Linked DNA regions of Zea mays: region 1 is linked to region 2. The links are chromatin contacts, called in public Hi-C maps. All regions are on one chromosome and are shown on one strand. The core of a region is the stretch at or near the end of the contact, and the rest is flanking DNA. Distances in the headings are between cores, read along the strand shown.

What was found. A called contact is a pair of places that touch in the nucleus more often than the background predicts.
Region 1: a Hi-C map of bundle sheath shows a contact between it and region 2, with 2.2 times the contacts expected there. The contact joins the promoter of LOC100216759 here to the promoter of LOC100284980 in region 2. A contact is called at or near these places in 4 of 25 Hi-C or Micro-C datasets (bundle sheath, ear, leaf and 1 more).

What each region holds. Positions count from the first base shown.
Region 1 is chr5:209,486,793-209,489,720 of Zm-B73-REFERENCE-NAM-5.0, forward strand. It overlaps LOC100216759 (Dof zinc finger protein DOF2.1), which reads right to left and starts at 1,515. Exons shown (of 2, transcript NM_001143160.1): 1 at 778-1,515. The coding sequence starts at 831.
Region 2 is chr5:209,203,487-209,206,195 of Zm-B73-REFERENCE-NAM-5.0, forward strand. LOC100284980 reads left to right here and starts at 1,439. Exons shown (of 2, transcript NM_001366709.1): 1 at 1,439-1,788; 2 at 2,449-2,709. The coding sequence starts at 1,502. The coding sequence ends at 2,479.

The DNA.
Region 1 (2,928 bases), core at 265-2,764, 280 kb after region 2:
TCAAACAAGTTTATGATTAAAGTATATTTTATAACTAATCTAATAGTAGTTACTAATAGGCCTTGTAAGTATTGGTATTATTATATATATTTAATCAAATTTAGAAAGAAAAAAAAGTTTATACTAAAACTACAGCAAGTGAAAGAAATGCATGCTGCCACATGTTTCTGAGTTGATAATAGTTCATCAAAAGAAACACTAGTTTCCTCAAGGCTATAAATGTGCCAGACCGTCGATCTTACGCTGTAAATGTACCTTTGATAATATTAACCATATATGCTACTAAACAACCATTGTTGATGACAAAAAAATAGCAATCAAGGAGACATATATAGTGCAGAGATCAACAAAGAGGAGTGAGCTGCCTACACGCATGTACACACACAAACACACAAAAGGATCGATTGGGAAGCAAGACATGCATGAATTAACGAACCAGAAAAAATATCACACAACTGCTAGCCTAATTAATGATATCTGGTATATAACTATATATAGGCCTTACGAAATCTTGACGAACAGAAAACATAGGGGGGGAGGAGGAGAAGTGAACCAGGGATGCAAGGAATTGTACTACCGCGCGCGTGTGACAGACGGCTAGGGCTCATGTATATGTATATTGGTCAGATCCCATGTCCTGGGCCTGGGGAGACCGGGAGATGCATGCATGAATTATATGTATGCACAGGAGGGATAGATGCCAGATAATGAGGTAATCACAAATTAAGAACAAACTTCTTGTGCGACGAGGGATAGATGCCAGATCATGGTACGTACCTTGAGCCAGTCCGAGTCCAGGCAGATGTGCATCGGCGGTGCCCCGGCCATCATCAGAATACGTCGGTCACTAGCCGAGTACCCTAGCCAAACGTGACGATCGCCGTGGTCTGTTCTGCCAAGCAGATCGACGAGCCACACGCAAAACCTAGCTAGCTAGACACACACAACACACCACGCGGACACACCCCCACAAAACTGTGCAGCCGGTAGCTAGTTCATTACCCTGATCGTCATATATACTATAGAACTGGCCTTCTTCCTCTCTGCCGGTGCCTTTGCCTTGCCGACTAATTGGAAGGTAGCGAGGACAGGGCCACCGAGCGATGATGTGCAGAGCAAATAAACATAGACTGAAGGAAAGAACGGATGAGATAATAGTGCGTGGTGCGAAGGAGGGGGCTAGCTAGAAGAAGCTAGAGCAGAGGAAGAGAGGAATCTGGTGGTGCCGCCGGTTGGTGGAGAGATGCGAGCGAGAGAGCTCTGGGAGATGTCAATAAGAAGGAAGGAAAAGTTGCGCGCCCGACCCCAACCCCGAGTGATAGATAGATCGCTATTCGCTACGAGAGAGAGAGAGAGAGAGAGAGAGAGAGAGAGAGAGAGAGCGCGCACAAGGGCCGGGGTGGCCCACGGTGTCGGGGCCAGAAGCGCCCGGCACTCCGGCAGCGTGGTGAACGGAGGAGACGCGTCCGGGACCGGGAGGGGAGCCTAGGACCTGGGTGGGAGCGGGGAGCCGGGGAGTAGAGAGCCGGAGGCCGGAAGAGAAGAGTGGAAGGCGGGCGGGTCGGCCTAGCTCGTCGCGTCGGCTTCCCCACGCCACACTGCCGCGGTCCCCGCAGCCCCATGCCATGGGCCCGCCGCCGGCTCGCGTCCCGAGGCGTGCGCGGCTGTCGGTCCGTCCTGGCTCGGCGGCCTTCACTTCACCAGCCTACTACTCCGGCTCGGCTAGGGCCCTACGCTGCTGGCTGGCTCTCATCATCTAGTACTACCAGTCACACTTTGGCGGTCTAGCGGTGTGTAGTATGTGTGTTTGGAGACTTTGGTCAAACTTTGCCATGTGGACCGAGTGGACGCTGCGTGCGGCGTGCCTGCGTCTGCTACCGCGCGCTAGGCGCTACTAGCAACCTGCACTTGCTGCTGGTAGTAGCGTGTGAGCTTTGAATTGAAATGATCTTTGGCACACACGATCCATTCTCCCAAAATGTGTGCTATTTATTTTATTTTATTTTATTTTTCCGAACGACGCTTTCCTAAAAAAATTACTTGTACTTCATTTGGTAATATTTTCTTTTCATGACATTTATGCCATGCTACTACAGTTTGTACCCTAAAATAAGATGTCAAATCATTCAAAAAAATGTTTTAAATTATTATAGAAGACCGAGGGTAGAGTGACATTATCATTAATGCATGCATGTGGCATTGTGACCAACTTAAATCAGGGGCCGCAGCTGTTTCCACTAATTCCCTAGCTGAAAAGAGCTACTACAATGACAAACTGACGTAGTGACGTCGCATATATCATGGTCATGCGTAGCCATGACGATACCATCCCGGCCACGTGGAATATTTCGGTCCCTGTGAGGAATAGGCTAGAAAACCGAAAGCACACTACAATTTGGGGGGCCCTGGGCCCATGCGTTGCAGGTTCGTCTTCACCCCGATCGGCCCGGGCGCCTCTCCGTCCGTCGTCGTCGGTCATCCTATTCTAAATAAAAATATACATACTACGTAGTACAGAATTTCACCTGGACTACGGCGGTCTAGGTACGTGTATGTATGGCGCCGGGCGGGCGGTGGTATGTATGGTCTCGGGGCGGGGCCGTTCAAAAGCATGCTTTCGGAGGTTCGAAAGGCATGTAGTAGCAAAGAAGAGACAAGGATAGCAGAGCCGAAGCATCTCTCCCTTTCCTGATTCAAAATTTTGTCCCGCTTTTGCGCTTTAGCTTGGCCTTTTGCGAGCTCGCCGTCCGCAAGCAAGGTATCCATTCGCATTCCCTACTAGTGCTAGCTCGCTCGCCAGATCAGTCATCCTCTGCGGCCACTGGTCGTCGTCGTCGGTCGACTTGTTGTCTCTGGTTCTGGCCACCAGATGCATGCATGGGCTCGTCGCGCATGCCCGTCGCCGTCAGGCGTTTCGGCGCTCTCCTT
Region 2 (2,709 bases), core at 189-2,688:
AATAATTTAATGTAAGTTTAAGCCAGAAACATTATTAATAATTTTCTTGAGATACAAATTCTGGAATAGTGTTGTTTTTTAGAGAAGTATTCTACGTAACAATGTAGATCCAGGGAGAAAGTAACTTCTCTGTAGCCTGTGTAAAAGTTCAACTAAACATTGTGCTCAACTTACAGAATAAATATGTGGCAGCAAACAAAATTGAAGAAGCTAGAAGGGTTCAACCATTTGAAAAAAAATGATATATGTACTATATTCTTAAATTTTGGTTAAGTTTTTCCTGGATAATAGTTAGGGATGAAAACGGTCGGAAACAATATCTATTCGGTAATCAGTTTTTTCTTTGATTGCGAATAAATAGGATATAGAATATACAATACAAATTTGTATTCTTATTTTTAATATCCAACTTGTTAAGATTCATAAAAGGTAAACCTCAAATTCATCCTACATTTTCTCAAATAATAGATATAAACTTCGGTATGGATTCGGAAACAAATTCGGTAATTTTTTCAACTTTTTGTGTTGTAGAGAACAAATAATACATAAAACAACTTATATAATATTTTATTCATATTTGTACTAATGTGCTTGATAACATAAGAAAAGATCAACATCAAATTTTATACATATCTATTTTAAAATATTAAATTTGTTCTAACAGTTCGGATTACCACTTTCATCCCTAATAATAGTGTTGTTTAGATCTCAGAAGGGTAGAATTCTAGACTTCCATGTTCTCTTGGGGCCTGTGTCCAACAAAGTTCTATTCTATCTGCCGATACATTGCTGAATAAAAAATCCAGTATGTCACGATAACACTAAAAGGGGCTGATAATTGAGATGGATTGGCCCAATTTATTCGTTGATCAGAGAATGCTATATCTATTTTTTTTTTCATATCTTTATTCTCTGTCCATTAGTTTTTGTAAGTGCTTTGAATAAGTAACCCTACCCTTTCTGGTCCAATAAAAGATTCTCTTTCTCTAATTAAGGGAAGGCCACATATAGGCATATATATGTTCAAATGTCTGTTAACTTCTACCGAGTATGATATCATACTAGTTAGAAGGTTCTGATCAATATGAAAGAAATAGAACTGAAGGTAGTAGTGAAGACTGACCCACTTCTTATGGACTGCGCATGCAAGAGAATCTTTTTATGAAGATTGGACGCGTAGGAAAAGAAATAAAAAGTTCGCCATCTTCCCCAGCAAAGCTGAGGTTCTGGTTACTCCTCTCCCAACAACTTGTAACACATTGGGGAATTAATGGAGGCTGGAGCAATGACACCTCTTGCTCTTACTCATATGGCTTCCTCCGTCCTATACAGAATTGCCAACTTGTTCTGTAACCCCACATCTACTTGGTATTATTCGATGCTAGCTCCCTCTATATAAAGAGCACTCGCTCCTTGATCCAAACAGACACAGGCAGCAGCCATTGCTTGCCCTGCATCTCTCCTAGCTAGGTGTCTTCTCTTGCTGAGTGAAGATAAAACAATGGGTTCGTCCTGGACCGAGAGTCAAAACAATCTCTTCGAGCGTGCGCTGGCAGTATATGACAAGGACACACCAGACCGCTGGCACAACGTTGCGCGGGCAGTCGGCTGCGGCAAGACAGCCGAGGACGTGAAGAGGCACTACAAGTACCTGAAGACGGACGTGAAGCACATCGAAACCGAAGAAGGCGGCCGAGGATCCCAGTCCAGCAGCCCTGCTGGTGCTGGTGCTGGTGGCAGTGGAAGCAGCAGCAGCAGTTCTTGGGGCAGGGACAACGGTGACAAGAGGTAGTAGAGTGTAATGCATTGCTCTCTCTAGCATCTATCTCTGCTCGATCTATAAGCCATTGCATTGCATCGTACATCCTCTTACTGCGCTGTCTAGCACGCTAGCCTTTGGTACGTGCAGTATAACTGTTGCTTCTGTTTTCTTGATGTATTCGTTACTCACTTACTCTTCGTTCCATTGTCCACCTGGACTATCTTTTTCTAGATCCCTCTAATCTTCAGCATGCCTTTTTTCTAGCTTGTTCCTTCTGTTCCCCCCTTCACTCGCCTTTTAAACTGTGTGCATGCATGGGCTTGACTATTGACTATCATTGTCATATGCTTTCACATATAAAACCCCCACCATATAAAACCCTATTAATTACCTTAAGACCTTATTCGGTTGTACTAGATCAAAAGGGATTAAGGACGAGTAAATATATTTTTATTCAATTTTAACTAGCAAGAGATTTAATCCCCTTCAATCTATTCCTAATAACCGAACAAAGCTCTAGAGGCGTTGTGCTTATGACATGTTATAGGTGGGGGGCTCTTTAATTTTAACTAGTGGTTTCTTCTGTTGTGTTGCATGAGAGTGCATATACCGAAACTAGCTTTCACATCTTTGCAATATTCGGCCAAGGGATAGCAGTGACCCGTCGTTGTGGTTCCTTGTTTCAGGATGACGAGGCACCCCAACCAGCCGCAGTGAAGTGGATGTGATCTTGGAGAGAGCCTTATCTCTAGAGCCTAGAGCAGCAATAGGTCCACATAAGAAACAAACAAACAAACAAAAAAGGAGACATGATGATTGGTGCGCTCTCTAGAGATGTTAACTAAGGGGGTGTTTGGTTTCTAGGGACTAATTTTTAGTTCCTACATTTTATTCCATTTTAGTTGCAAAATTGCTAAATATAGAAACTAAAATTCTATTCTAGTTTC